5 separate regions of the Mus musculus genome follow, and all the other regions are linked to region 1. Evidence: chromatin contacts called from public HiChIP or PLAC-seq and promoter capture Hi-C data. All regions are on one chromosome and are shown on one strand. Each heading gives the region's core, a stretch centred on a gene start, on an enhancer-like site or on the middle of the called end of the contact. The rest is flanking DNA. Distances are from core to core; before and after follow the strand shown.

What was found. Promoter capture Hi-C pulls out the DNA fragments that hold promoters and counts their contacts. HiChIP or PLAC-seq counts read pairs in DNA pulled down with a chosen protein or histone mark.
Region 2: a contact with region 1 is called in an H3K27ac HiChIP or PLAC-seq map of double positive thymocytes, with 6 times the contacts expected there. The contact joins the enhancer-like site here to the promoter of Zc3h7a in region 1. A contact is called at or near these places in 5 of 39 promoter capture datasets (the C10 cell line, cranial neural crest, liver and 2 more), 1 of 15 datasets of contacts at CTCF or cohesin (large pre-B cells), 5 of 115 datasets of contacts at active chromatin or transcription factors (the SCID.adh cell line, bone marrow-derived macrophages, double positive thymocytes and 2 more) and 1 of 9 other capture datasets (liver).
Region 3: a promoter capture Hi-C map of liver shows a contact between it and region 1. The contact joins the promoter of Tvp23a here to the promoter of Zc3h7a in region 1. A contact is called at or near these places in 2 of 39 promoter capture datasets (liver and stem cell-derived epiblast-like cells) and 1 of 115 datasets of contacts at active chromatin or transcription factors (bone marrow-derived dendritic cells).
Region 4: a contact with region 1 is called in a promoter capture Hi-C map of pre-B cells, with 3 times the contacts expected there. The contact joins the promoter of Emp2 here to the promoter of Zc3h7a in region 1. A contact is called at or near these places in 5 of 39 promoter capture datasets (the 3T3-L1 cell line, hippocampal neurons, liver and 1 more).
Region 5: a promoter capture Hi-C map of the C10 cell line shows a contact between it and region 1. The contact joins the enhancer-like site here to the promoter of Zc3h7a in region 1. A contact is called at or near these places in 5 of 39 promoter capture datasets (the 3T3-L1 cell line, the C10 cell line, neutrophils and 1 more), 1 of 484 Hi-C or Micro-C datasets (embryonic retina), 3 of 115 datasets of contacts at active chromatin or transcription factors (bone marrow-derived macrophages, memory CD8 T cells and pro-B cells) and 1 of 9 other capture datasets (liver).

Annotation. Positions count from the first base shown.
Region 1 is chr16:11,175,089-11,177,788 of GRCm38.p6, forward strand. Zc3h7a (zinc finger CCCH type containing 7 A) reads right to left here and starts at 1,253. Exons shown (of 23, transcript NM_145931.3): 1 at 1,132-1,253.
Region 2 is chr16:10,588,453-10,591,152 of GRCm38.p6, forward strand. The region is part of intron 9 of Clec16a (C-type lectin domain family 16, member A); the gene reads left to right. Among named protein-coding and RNA genes, the nearest start is that of Clec16a, 44 kb to the left of the region's middle. Within about 2 kb of position 1,274, at least 8 of the 459 cell types and tissues checked have an H3K27ac peak or open chromatin away from gene starts, as enhancers often do.
Region 3 is chr16:10,446,080-10,448,779 of GRCm38.p6, forward strand. It overlaps Tvp23a (trans-golgi network vesicle protein 23A), which reads right to left and starts at 1,283. Exons shown (of 7, transcript NM_001013778.2): 1 at 851-1,283. The coding sequence starts at 966.
Region 4 is chr16:10,312,521-10,315,220 of GRCm38.p6, forward strand. It overlaps Emp2 (epithelial membrane protein 2), which reads right to left and starts at 1,448. Exons shown (of 5, transcript NM_007929.2): 1 at 1,292-1,448.
Region 5 is chr16:10,619,739-10,622,438 of GRCm38.p6, forward strand. The region is part of intron 12 of Clec16a (C-type lectin domain family 16, member A); the gene reads left to right. Among named protein-coding and RNA genes, the nearest start is that of Gm52264, 37 kb to the right of the region's middle. Within about 2 kb of position 1,428, at least 36 of the 459 cell types and tissues checked have an H3K27ac peak or open chromatin away from gene starts, as enhancers often do.

The sequences.
Region 1 (2,700 bases), core at 3-2,502:
AAAGAAACTGGACAGATTGTTTTAATTCTAACGTAGCCACAACAGGTATCACCTCAAGTATATAACACACTGCTTGCTAAACACTGGCTGATTTAAGCATAGGAGTTTACCAAGGAGATCTTTTTCGTTCTTTTTCTTCCTCCCAAACGAAATCTTTCAAATCAGACTTTAAAACTGAAACCGGAGTGGGGCGGTGGTGGCACGGCTTTTAAATCACAGCATTCGGGAGGTAGGGGAAAGCAGATCTCTAAGCTCAAGTCCAGCCTGGTCTACAAAGTAAGTTCCAGGGCAGCCAAGGCTAAACAGAGAAATTCTGTCTCGAAACAAACATACAAACAAACAAACAAATTGAAACCAAAAGTGAATCTCAATTCTTGCCACATTCCAGTGCTCGACCACCCCACTTTACCAGTGGCCACATTACCATCGGACAGCGCAGGTCTACACCAGACCCTCTTGGTCTTAAATACCTAACACTATGACCCTCTTTGATCCCTTAACATCTGGGGACCCAAAAAACGCCCAACCCCGGAATAAATTCACCCAGTCAGAGCGCAGGCACCACCCCTTGGGCCCAGCTAGGACCTTCCAACCTGACCACACCCCTGCGCTGACTACCCCTAACCGGAAATTCCCGCTAATGGGAACTGACAGGTCTCCATTCTTTAAGGGTGGGGAAAGGAAAACCGAGAACCCTCGTACAGTCTCCGAACCCCGGCCGAACACCGGAAGCCAGTCGCCACCCATACGCGGGGTGGGCCGCGCATAACACCCGCAAGGGGCGAACCCGACACCGGCGAGCGCGCACTCAGCTGGCGTCGCGAGCGTCCCCAAACCGAGACACTTACTAACACGGACGCCCCGCGATCACCCAGCACCCAGGAATAACGAAATGCTAAACCACCAAAAGCTAGTGCGTGGATGTCGGCCAGGCAGTCCAGGTGGCAGGGGCCGCCGCGCGTGCCCGGATTACGACTCCCGAGGAGCCCGTGCAGCCGGTTCGGGGGTCCGCGCCCCTCCCCCGCCTGAAGTCCGTTAACGGCCGCGCGTGCTCACGAAGCGACGCGGCGCACGCACGCGATTGGAAGAGCGCGACCCTGCCCGCGACGCCCGCGCGTCCCCTTCCCTCACCTGCGGGGCGGCACCCAGGAGCCGAGGGGCGCGGAGTGCGGAGGCGACAGCGGGATGTGCGTTCACCGGCTCAAGAGCTCTCACAGTCTCGCAGCTTCCCTGGGCGACCCACCGCAGCTGCCAGCCCGCGACGCTCGGGGCGGCGCCCTCTGGCGGCGGGAGGCCTCGCGCGCCGCCCCGCAAACGCTACCATTGGCTGCGTTGCCAGTGTCAGCCCGGGGTTGGAGGCGCCACGTCGGGGCCTCGGGGCTGCGGAAGCGGCGGCGATAGGCGGAACCCTGGGCGGCCACACGGAAGGGGGTGAGAGACCGCAAGCTCTTGAGCCCAGCATCATCGCCCTCTCCCACACCGCTTGGATACCAAAGTAGGACTGGAAGGAGACCTAGATTCATCTGGGCACCAGGGTGTCACTTCCTTCGGAATCTGTTCTCTGCAGTAACTTATCCTGAGCGTCCTGCTTTGCATTCCGATACTGTTACCGTCACCCTGAAAACAGCCATACAGTCGTGTCCTTTCAAATGAATGACAGGCATAGGGACCCGCGTTGAACAGGGAGGTGACCTAAACTCATTCGGACGCCGGAGCGTCACTTCGGAACTTGTCCTCAATTCCCTATCCTACTCGCAGTCACTGTTTTTATCATCTTGAAAACAAAATGCGGTATTTTTGCAAATGAATGTAGGGACGGATCTCAGAGCCAACACAAGCTCTTGTTCTCCCTGGCCTTCATCTCAACTTATATGTCGCTGTATTCACCGGTGTTTCAGTGGTCAGGTGTACATTACCCCAGACAGAACAATGTAAGGCTGAGTCCCTGCGACTGGAGATGTGAAAAGTGCTCCAAGTCAGGGCAGTAGAAGGGAGAGTGCTTCCAGGCAGTGGGAAAGATCCTGAGCCTAAGTTGCTGAGGGACAGGGAAGACAAAGTGTGTGTGTAGAAAGCTCAAAGAGGATGAGCCACTGCATGAAATTTGGAATTCAGTGTCTGAGATGGAAATTACAAGGTCTAATTTGCAGTTTTAGAAAGTTTCTTCATGCCGTTGGGCGGATATATAGAAAGGACAAGCAGAAAAGTGAAAGGGGTTGAGGATGTAACTTAGTTGTCAAAGTGCTTGCCTAGCCTTGAGTTTGATTTCCAGCACCAAATAAACTGGATATGGTGGGGTACCCTTGTCATAGCAGTACATGGGGGTGGGGGGGGGGGGATAGGAGTTCCAGGTCTTCTTTGGCTATGAAGCAAGAAATACCCAGGTCCAGGACCACTGGGGACAGAGGGAAAAGTTTACATTAGAAGGAAGACACTGAGATGCACTCTGTCTGGACCCAGAGTGCTACTGTAAGCTCAGGAAGTCGTCAGTACTGGGCCAGTACAAAGTGAAACTTGATGAGAATGTATGGACTTCCTGTTGTTCCTGTACCAATGGCCTACATTTTTGTTGCCTTGAAACAACATAAACTTAAGAGTTCTAAAGGACCAGAGTCTGCAGCAGGTGTTTCACTGGTGATGTCCAGGTGCTGACGAGGCTTGTCCCTTCTGGAAACTAGTGTTGAGCTCTTGCCTCTTTTTAGC
Region 2 (2,700 bases), core at 24-2,523, 590 kb before region 1:
ATGAAAAGTTACCAGAATCCCAAATGCCACACAATTGCAGAAACTATCTGCAGCTGGCAAAACCACACCTTTGCTACAGCACAGGGCAAACCATAGTCAGCTGCTACAAAGCAGCCCCCTATCCCACACCTGGGATTAAAATGAAAACATATTCTAATAATATTTCTGTGGTTTTTTTTTTTTTAAGAAACTAAAATTTCAGAATTCTCACTACAGTGAAGTGTATTGAAATAACAGCTCCCAAGGAAGGAATCAGATACCTCATCGGTAACAAGCCACAGAAATCTTCTTTGTCAGTACCAGAATTCTTAAATGAAGAAACTTCTTGCTCTTGTTTGGATGTTTCACCTGTTGGGCCATGGACAACCACTGGTGAGAGTGCTCACTGTGTCCATCCTAGAGACACCGGCCCTTGGACACTCTACACTCTGGTGGTTGTGGTGTCAGACAAGCATCATTCATCATGCCTGAGGGGAGTGAGCTCTCCTGGGAGGCGGATTGAACCACTTTCTAGAACATTCTGATGACACATGATTAGCAGATCCTGACAGGCCTGGCTGCTGACCACTTACTGGGCTCTCAACACCTCACCCTGGAAGGCCTTCCTTGTATCCAGAAAACAAATTTTGAAACGTCACTGATGAGAAGATGATTTTAATGATCTACAGTTCCTTGCTTTCAGCTTTGGATGAGAAAATTTACTAAATATATACCACACAGAATCAACAGAATCAACAGCAAGAAGGGTCAGATGACAGCAAACATCATCCAGTCGGGGGCTGTATACAATATGCAGCACAGTAGCCTAACTGTGAGGGCGAACAAAAGCAACATCAAATTAAGGCTTTAAGAGTACTCAGCAGAAATGGACTAGTGTGGCCTCATTGAGGTAGCCAGCAGTGGTTTTCCAGGGAGAGTTCTGGGTGGAGCAGGCATCCCCTCAGGCAAGGCTTCCAAGTAAAAGAGAAATAACAGCAAGACAGTTATCATCTAATTGGGAGTGTACAGTTGTCCAGCAGAAGTGTCTGGGAAGGCTTGCTGAAGCAGGCTAGAGTTTCCAATTGAGACTTCCAGGAGCATTCATGAAGGAGCCCTAGCTTCCTGTTTCTTCAGTAGACATTTTTATATCATGGGATAAGCAACAGTAACCGTGATTGGAAATAGTTGGCCTTTTCAGCTGTTTTCAAGGGCACGATATTCTTACTCTTGGGCTGTTTATTGTCCTGCCCTATCCCTGATACAGAGAAAAGAGGCCAGCTCATCCCAGACAAGGGGTTTTGGAGGACACTTGAAATAAGCATTCTAGAGTCTGGGTCAGGAGAGCCCTCCACACTCCCAGAGCTCGCTTTCATCAGACTTAAACCCCGTTAACAATTCACCAACATAATGTAGAAGGAAAAGGTCACATTAAACTGCATTTCCTGGGATTGGTAATGCAAGCCTACAGTCTCACTTCTAGCTGCTGAGGCAGGAGGATCAAGACCTCAAGGCCTGACTGGGCTGCAGAGTGAGTCCTTGTCTCAAAATAAAAAGCAAAGAGGACAGGGGAGATAGAGCCATGGTAAGCTTTATTCTCCCAAATGATTGAAAGGCTGGAGAGTTATGACTGAGATCATGACTTGGATTCGCCCTACTGCAAGCAGGGCCCAGCCTGCTGACCATGGACAGCTATGGCTCGTGATGCTTAGTGCCCACTTTGAGCATTTACTGAGTACTTACACATTATAGGCAGGCAGCTGCTATGCTGGCCTTGGAGAACCCAGAATGAATAAGAATGAATAAGACACGTGTCCCCATCCTAACTCTCTGGGATGAGGGTCAGACAGCGAATGAACACACACTCGTAGATATGAGACCTGTGTCTGAAGGACGGGAGACAGTTTCAGGAGGATCAGCCTTGGAGGTAGCCTTGGGCCTGCAAACTGAGGTCAGGGAATGGAGTCTTCAAGGAACTGGTGGCTAGGGACGGGGAGGCTGGGCTGTGGAGCCAGCAGAGGGGCTGTTTTTAGCTTCATAAAAGGCATGGCATCTCTTGTCTCATGCTTCTTTTCTAGAGATCAAAACAGTGCTATGCCCCAGTCTCCCCACAAGGAAGTCTAGGGTCCTAGAGGTTGAGTGTTTGTCCCTCTAGGATTGCTAGTGTTGAGCCTGAACCCATTACAGCTTCATCATGAACTTAAAGCGCCTTCCCTAAAGAAATGCCAATCAGCTGCTTAGCATGTCATTCTTTAATGAGGGATGTCAGATCTTTCCTTGCATTGATTGAAGAAGCTGGCTTGAAATTCACTAATCTTATAGACATTTATTTGCTCTTTTTTTGAATGCCAGAGACAGTTGCTGGCAGGGCGCTAGAGCTAGGCTGGCAATGGGAGGAGAGAATGGCCTTGGGTGAAGAGAACAAAAGATGATGCTAGTTCCCTGTAGCCCTGACCACAGGTCCTAGGCTACTTCCCAGAAAGTACTATCATGATGTCACATGCTGCCTGTCTGAAAGCCCAGGTGCTATGCTAAGCATGGACCCTGGAGTCTCTGAGCTCTACAAGTCCTCTCTGGTTCCAGGAGAGTGGTGTTTCAGCAAGTTCAATCCTTGCACCTTCAGTGCTGCACCCCCACTGTTAACAGACATAGCCTCCATTAAACAAGTCACACATGCTGGGAGCATGACTAGGTTTAGGTTCATTAGCTCATGCTGCCCTACTT
Region 3 (2,700 bases), core at 33-2,532, 730 kb before region 1:
TATTGAGAGGTACAGGAGCGCATGTGCACGTGCACACCACCATGCCTCGTTGATGCTGTGGTTAGGATGGAACCCAGAGGTCTGTTCGTGCTAAGCAGATACTCCACCAACTGAACTACATGAAACTAGCATGTTTATGACAATTTGTTACAGTGACCACGTACTAATTTCATTCTTAGAGACTGTTGTATTTGGGTCGGATGATCTAATGGAAGAGGAAGACAAAATAACCGTAGCGGAAAGGTAGCACTTTTGACTAGCATACACAAGGCCCTCTGTTCCATTCCCAGTACCAGAAAACATAAAGAGAAAGCACTAGGTACCAGGCCTCTAAGTATGCTAGGGACGAGTGGGATGGACAAGTGGGCGTGGCTGAGCTGTGATTGTTTCTTGAAGGCTCAGGGGTTTGCACTTTCGCAGCTACCCTGCTGCAGACTGACTCCTCTCCTACACTGCCATATCTGACCTTCCAACAAGGATGCAGAACCTTTGCACTTCCTGTTCCTTTAGCCCAAATTCTCTTCCTCCAGAGCCTCCTGTGGCTGCCGGCTTCTCAGCATCCAGTCTCAGCTTAAAAGTCACTGCCTCAAAGACCCCTTCCCCCGCCCCGCCCCTTTGTGCTAGAGCATGAGAACAACCCTTGGAACCTTCTCTTACCTCACCGTGCTAGTTTCTTTCTAACCCTCTTAACATTTTTGCCTAATAAATCAGCTGCCCCGCCCCCAAGCTCTAGGCTCCAAGGGGGCAGGGTCTGTACAACTCATGCACACAGCAGTTGTTCCGTGTATTTCGAATGAATGAGTTGGCGAATGAATGAATTTGCAGCTTGGGACCAAATAAGTCAACATACCTGATCTTGGCCTTTCTAAAGGCCAGCTCCTCTTCATTACCGAAGTCCAGGGACACATCCTCAGTATCATCCCCTAGGCCCTGGGGAACAGCAGGAGCAGATAGATGGCAGGCCATCCCAGAGCTCACAGGAGGCCTTCGGGCGTGAGCGCCCTCTCTCCCTGGATATGTCTCTGTGCTCCTCCCAGCATTATTCCCTTAGTTCCCTAGGCTTTCCCCACCCTCCTTACTGCTCGGGGGCTTAGCCTTCAAGGCCAGTGCATCTACCTCCCAATGCAGCATCTCTGCAGCCCTACCTGCTTCATCCCCCTGGGTACCACTTGACACTATAGCACAGGTTCCAGCTCTGCCCTTCACCGCCCAAAGTTTAGGATGCCCAGCAGGGAGCCCGCCTGTGGGATGCTCCCAGCCTTAGCTCAGCTCTAGTGATCGATGGGGGGAGGGGCTCTGTGCAGTGCGCAGTCGCGGACTGGGGCGGAGCCAGAGAGGATACCCAAGGATGCTGGGATACACTGAGAGCCGAGTTCAACACGGAGGGTGCAGGACGTGAATGTAAGTTAGTATCCAGAAGCTGAGCGCTCAGGTTGGAAGCAGAGTTTGCTGGCTCTATAAAAAGCAAACTCTTCTGCGCCAGGCATAGTAGTGCAAGCCTGTGACTCTTGGAAATCTGAAGCAGAAGATTGCCCGGCTGCATAGAAACAAACAAATAAATAAACAAACAGCTGTGATCAGGATCTAGTTGCGTGGCTTGGGAACAGCAGTATTGACATAGAAATGGGCACACAGAGAAGAGTAGTTGTAGCCATGTGAAGGCCTTGCTGGCCTTCTCCTGGCCCAGAACAGAGTCGCAGAATCTCTTCTATGGCCTACCCCTGCCATTTCCCAATTCCCACCCCACTATCTACACAATCTCCCTTAGCCCCCATATCCCTCCCTGCCATCCTGGGACAGAGCTGAGTGACAGGAAGCCAAAGCTGCTAGTCTTGCTTCATGGTTCCCCTTTCTCCCTCCCCCACAACCAGGTGTTAGCCTGACTCCTGGTGACCCCCTCAGGGATACCGAGCCACAAGCTCCAGGGCAGTTCCTTCCTGCCCTGGCTAGAGCGCAGTAAGGGGCTGGTTCACCTTTAATCCTATAGCTGTGCCAGAGCTGCCAGCTGCACACACCACTCTTTAGGACACAGAGATGCTGTCTGGGGGGAAGGGAAAGGGGACTCCTTCTATGACAGAAGACCATCTCAGGGGCCAAGCCTTTTGAAGTGTTTTTCAAACTCTGACTGACATGGCAATGTTGGCCTGTAATCACAGTACTTAGGAAGGCTGAAGCAGGAGGATCACAAATTTCAGGCTAGCCTAAAATACAAAACAAGTTCAAGACCAGCCTGGGCAAATTAGCAAGATCCTATCTCAAAAAGTTTATTTTAAAAATGAGGTAGAAGGGGGATGGGGTGGGGTGGGCATATGCACAAGCAAGTGATTTTAGTGAGTGCTAGAGTGTTTGTCTTGCATACAAGAGACTCTTGATTCAATCCCCAGTGACACACACACCCCACACAAACATGTCTGTGTGTTTGTATGTATATGTATATGTATATGTATATGTATATGTATATGTATATGTATATGTATATGTATATGTATATATTTCCAAACCAACATCAGTTCTAGTAGCTTCTAAGCCCTCTGCTGCTCAACTAATAAGATGATCCACTAAAATCAGCACAGCAGATTGCCAAAGCTCCCAGGGTCAGACCCAGGGCCTTCTCTTCGGCTTCCCACCTGGCAGAGTAGAGGAAGGGCCTGGGGTTCTGCTGGAATGGAGGCTGGCTCCATTACCTGGGCAGCAGAAAGC
Region 4 (2,700 bases), core at 198-2,697, 860 kb before region 1:
CCCCATTTCCTGCAGCCCACTGAGGTATCTCCTGGTGGGAATGAGTGGAGTCACGGGGAAGACAGGGTGAAGGTGTGGCTTCACAGCCTTGAGTAGCTAACTCTGCCAGGTCTCTAGGCCAGGTGTCTCCCAGAATAAGGCTTTCTGGGAGGAGGCGGGAGAAGCCCAATGCATACTCCCATTGGCCTTCCACATTCTCTTCCCTTGGGTCTCTCCTGTAACCTGCATGGATCCATCCTACTGAACCCCTTACATTATTTGAAAGTGACATTCCAGGGAGAGGTGGTCAGCCTCCATGTCTAGGTTTTGGAATTTCTCTCTGATTCGGAATGCTCAAGCAGAGGCGGCTAGAGGCGTCTTTTGTGCCTCTCATTGTGGTAAGAGCACAGCATTTATGATGTAAACCATTTGTAATTCTACAAGCACATGGCCTGAAATGAACCAGCAATGTTGAGTGACGCCCACTACTATCTATACTCAAAACGTTCCATCATCCGCAATTAAATCTGTACCTGTTAAATAGTCCAAAATCCCAGCCATCTCCATCGCCTGGCAATGATCACCACCCACTCTGGATTGCCTTTGAACTTGTAGGTTCTAGATGCCTCATAGTAGTGGGACCCTCCTGAACTGAACCTAGATGCTTCAGTCCTTCTCCAAGCTTGGCATGCACACTCAGTTATACCTCCTTTTCCCGTGGAATCATGGGTGCCATCCCTTCTTCCCTTTAAAGCCCACAGATCTGCCACAGTAGTCAAGAGCAGGCAGGGGGGCCATCCTTGGAGCTTACCCCCCAGGCTGGGACACCGTTAAGAACCCAAGGAAGCTGCCCCCTCGCCGCTGTGGGGCGCCACGGAGCCCAGACCCGGAGGAGTGCGCGGCCCTCAGGGACCCGAGGACCAGGTCCTGTCTGATTGGTACTGCTTGGGAATCAGACGCTGAGTACAACAGGCAACAAGTGGGCTACTCTGGAGTTCAGAGCTTTGGGCCAGCGATGGTGGAGAGGGGATCCGCCCTGACTCTTTCCCAGACTTTTCCCGCCCACTTGGACGCAAAAGGTGGCGAATGCCACCCAGGGGTGGCAGGGTGGCCTTGGGGGGCACCAAAGGGAAGGTCTGCGCCACAGAAATCTGGAGAAGGAGCAACGGGACTGCCGCACGAACCGCACCCCAACCCTTCCCCGTCAAGCACGGATCCCCTGGCCTGTCCCGATTCCTAAAGAGGGCACACTGCTCCCTGTCATTCCGGAACCCCGACGTCACCGCAGTCCCTTGTCGCGCCCCCAACTCACCGGGCACGGGCGTCTGGACACAGTGGCGGGCTGCGCGTGGGGCGAGGCGCCGGCTGTTTTGAAGCTTGGGGCTGGGACTGCGCGGCGTCCTCCGCCCTCCGGGCTGCCGAGCCTCCTCCCTGCCGCCCTCTCCCTAGCCCGCCTCCCTGCCCGCCCGTGATGTCAGGAGCCGCCGATCCAGGGGGCGGGACCACGGGAGGCCGGGCGCCCCCCCCCCCCCCACCTCCCCTTGCTGGGCCGTCCAGCAGCACTCTGTAAAGTTCGAGGGAGCTGGAAGTCTCCTGCTGGGATCATCGCTGCCCTTCTCATCTCTGCCGCCCCTCTTCTCCTGACTGCAGGGTCAGGACCCTGAGATTTCCACTTCTTTCCGAGCAGCCCTCTCTGTCTCTTACTAATTTAGCTGGTTGTTAATCTCTCCTGCCTCAGTTTCCTATGATAGAAAAGGAAGGCGTGGCGGGACCTTGTCCTGAGGCCTAAAGGCCACACTCGGTGCCTCCTGGAGAGGCTGAGTTGATATGAGCCAAGCCATAACTGAAAAATCAATTCCTTCCCCGAAGTAAGACCACCATAAGGACCAGTCTTAAGATTCCTTCAAGCCTGGCCAGGCCTGAGAAGTTTGATATAGAGGATCCAAGTTGTGATCTCAATTGGGCATTGTATCCTTGCTTTCTCTTTTTCTTTTCTTAAGCACTTTTAATCTCTCTCTCTCTCTCTCTCTCTCTCTCTCTCTCCCCTCTCTCTCTCCTCTCTCTCCTCTCTCTCTCTCTCTCCCCTCTCTCCCCTCTCTCCTCTCTCTCCTCTCTCTCTCTCTCTCTCCCCCCTCTCTCCTCTCTCTCCTCTCTCTCCTCTCTCTCTCTCTCTCCCCTCTCTCCTCTCTCTCCTCTCTCTCTCTCTCTCCCCCCTCTCCTCTCTCCTCTCTCTCTCTCCCCTCTCCCCTCCTCTCTCTCTCCCCCCCTCTCCTCTCTCTCCTCTCTCTCTCTCTCTCCCCTCTCTCTCCTCTCTCTCCCCCCCCTCTCTCTCCTCACTCTCTCTCTCCCCCCCCTCTCCTCTCTCTCCTCTCTCTCTCTCTCCCCTCTCTCTCTCCTCTCTCTCTCTCTCCCCCCCTCTCTCCTCTCTCTCCTCTCTCTCTCTCCCCTCTCTCTCCTCTCTCTCCTCTCTCTCTCTCTCTCTCTCTCCCCCCCTCTCTCTCTCCTCACTCTCTCTCTCTCCCCCTCTCTCTCTCCTCTCTCTCTCTCTCCTCACTCTCTCTCCCCCCCCCCTCTCTCTGTGTGTGTGTGTGTGTGTGCACGCGCGCATGCACTTTGAAGAGCTGATTTTCTCCTTCCTTCTTGGCAATGCTCCTGAGGATCACCAGGCCACCAGGCTTGGACAGCAAGTGCCTTCACCTGTCAGAGCCTTCTTGCCACATC
Region 5 (2,700 bases), core at 178-2,677, 560 kb before region 1:
CAGTGTAAGTACTGGTGACACTAGCACATGCCCCATGCAAGGCACTGCTGAATGAACTGGGACGAGTCTGACCAGTCATATCTAAGTGAACAAGAAGAGGACTCAAGGTGATGGGAAAGGGAAGCAGGAAATGAGAGGTCAGAGCAAGGAGTGGTAGAGTATAGCTGGGTGACAGCCAAAGCAGCCAGGGAAGACTTCTCCAGTAGATGGGACAACTTAGAACAGAGCCGGAAGAGTGCCACGGAGTAAACTCTGTAAGGATGAAGAGACTGCTCCAGGCAAAGCTTGCAGTAGGAAAGTGGAGACATATTCTAAGAGCAGCACATAAACCTAGTGAGACTGCCCAGGGAGGCATGTGACAAGATTCAAGTTTATGCCAAGTATAGCAGGGAATCCCTAGAGAACTTAGCAGGAAAATGCCCTCAGAGAGGCTGGAGAGATGGCTTGGCAGTTAAGAGCACTGACTGCTCTTCCAGAAGACCCAGGTTTGATTCCCAGCACCCACGTGGTGGCTTACAACTATCAGTCAACTATGTAGATGGTGCCCAGACATATATATGCAGGCAAGATATATGTACATATAAACTAAATAAATAATAGGAAAAAAAAAGAAAGAATATCCTCAGATGATAAGTTTCCAGAGGAGCCTCCAGCTCTTGGGCTTTTCAGAGTAGGGGAGTGAGCTGCTGGAGAGAAGCTGAGCAACTCATGAGGAAGCAGTGGAGATAGTGTGGGCTGTGGGAATGGAGCTGCAGGGTCTGTGACAGAGTTGGGAATCAGAGCAGGCTACGCCAATAGGCTGGACATCAGAATTGAGTGTGAAGGGTACAGGTCCAGCAAGAGGACGAGTCAGTGGGGACCCTGCAATTGTTAATGAGACAGGAGGAGCTCACAGCTGAGGACCAGGCCTTCCTTTGATGTGGATGGGAACAATCTGGGTGATGAGCGAATTCCTGACTTCAGCTTCTCTGGACAAATAGTGATTAGAACTAGTAAAATTGGGCCATTTAAACAGGCAAATTGAAATCAAAAGCTCAAGTTTGACACCCAGAGACCCTGACATCCTGGGGAAGCTGCTGATGGAGGGACTGTGGCACATGGTATGCCAGCCTGGCCACTGTGCCCAGGGGCTGCCTTGGGTGACTTTGAATGGGGGCTCTTTGGCTGGTTGGCTTACTGGTTAGCTACATTTGATTCCAGCTTCTCTTTTCCTTGTCCTTTCCCCTGAAACAGGCCCCAAATAAGATATTCTCTTCTTAGTTAATATTTTCCCCCTTAGAAGACAATTTCAGCCTGAAAGCCTTGTTAATAGAAACCAAATGTGAGCTCAAGCCTTCCAGTAAATCTTAATAGATGATACACTGCCCTGAAATGAAGGGCCCACAGTGGGAAGGGTTGCCTGACAGAGTAAGGCGGTGGCATGATTCAGCCAGGCCACTTAATAAATTCTGGTTAGTATCTGTAATAGAAAATGTAGCCTTCACCTCGGTCAAGTCTGAGTGGAGGCTGTATGTTGGGCGGCTCTGTAGTCCTAGCCTCTCCAATTCACTCCATGTCCTATGCTGCCCCCACTGTTTACCCAGGAGGCACTTTGAGCTTTGGGATTTGTTTTGTTTTGCTAAGAAGTTCCTGGAACACCACCAAGAGGTATAGAAAAGCTGAAAAGTGGGCGACAAGATTGTGGGGATGAGAGCTGGCAGATACCACTTTGCAGATTGCAGCTGACACAAGCTCAGACTCAGAAATACATTAGAAACTGACTGACAATCCGCTTAGCTCTCAGAACAATTGTCTAAAGCTCGCCAGTGCTGCCAGTACCTATGAGAATTCAGCTAGGAGAACCTGAGGTCACAAGCAACAGGAAACTAACTGGGTGACATGTTCTCCTGCTCACATCTACTCCTTAGTCAGGCCTCTGTCTGCTTCCTTTGTCTAACTTTGCCAAAGGTGTCTTCTACCCTTGACCTGCCTGTGTACTGCAGCTAAGAAGAATCTAGAAGTCAGAGTTGGGAGGGAAGCTTTTAAAAGCTATAGTGTGGAGCCATGCCTTCCCTTTCCCTTCTGGGCTCTTTGAATTAGTTAATTGAAAGTGACACATCTCTATACTTACCTCCATCCTGACCGTTGGCAGGAAAGGAATGAGGAAGCACATGGCCTGCTGGGAGGCAGGTCTCAGTGGGTCCTGTGCTGCATAGAAAGGTATCTTTGAAAGTTTTCTTGAGGCACTTAAGACTTGTGCAAACAGGACAAAATCTTACCAAAGGCTTATCTCAGACAGAAAGAAATGACTGGCAAAGAAGCTGTAGTTCATTTGCCACAGAGCCTGCCTTTCTGTAACTGAAAACCATACTGCATGTGTGGGTCACCCCTGTGTGCCGTCTCACATTTTACATACATGCCCTGTCATATGGTGGCATTGACAAGAAGAGTGAAAGTGAAGGATTGCCTTCGGGTCATGGTTTAGAAGGGTTGCAGTCCAGTGTGGCTGGAGCATGAGGCAGGTTATCACATCATATCCTCTGTCAGGAAGCAGAGCATGTGAAGTGGCCATCTCTCCTCTGCTAAACCTCTATGGAAACACCCTCCCAGACAGATCCATATCTGTGTCTTCTGTGTCGTTCCAAATCTAGTCAAGTGGACTGCGCAGGGGAGCCATCATGGGCTTTATTTCTCCAGCACCACCAGACAGTATTTTGTTTA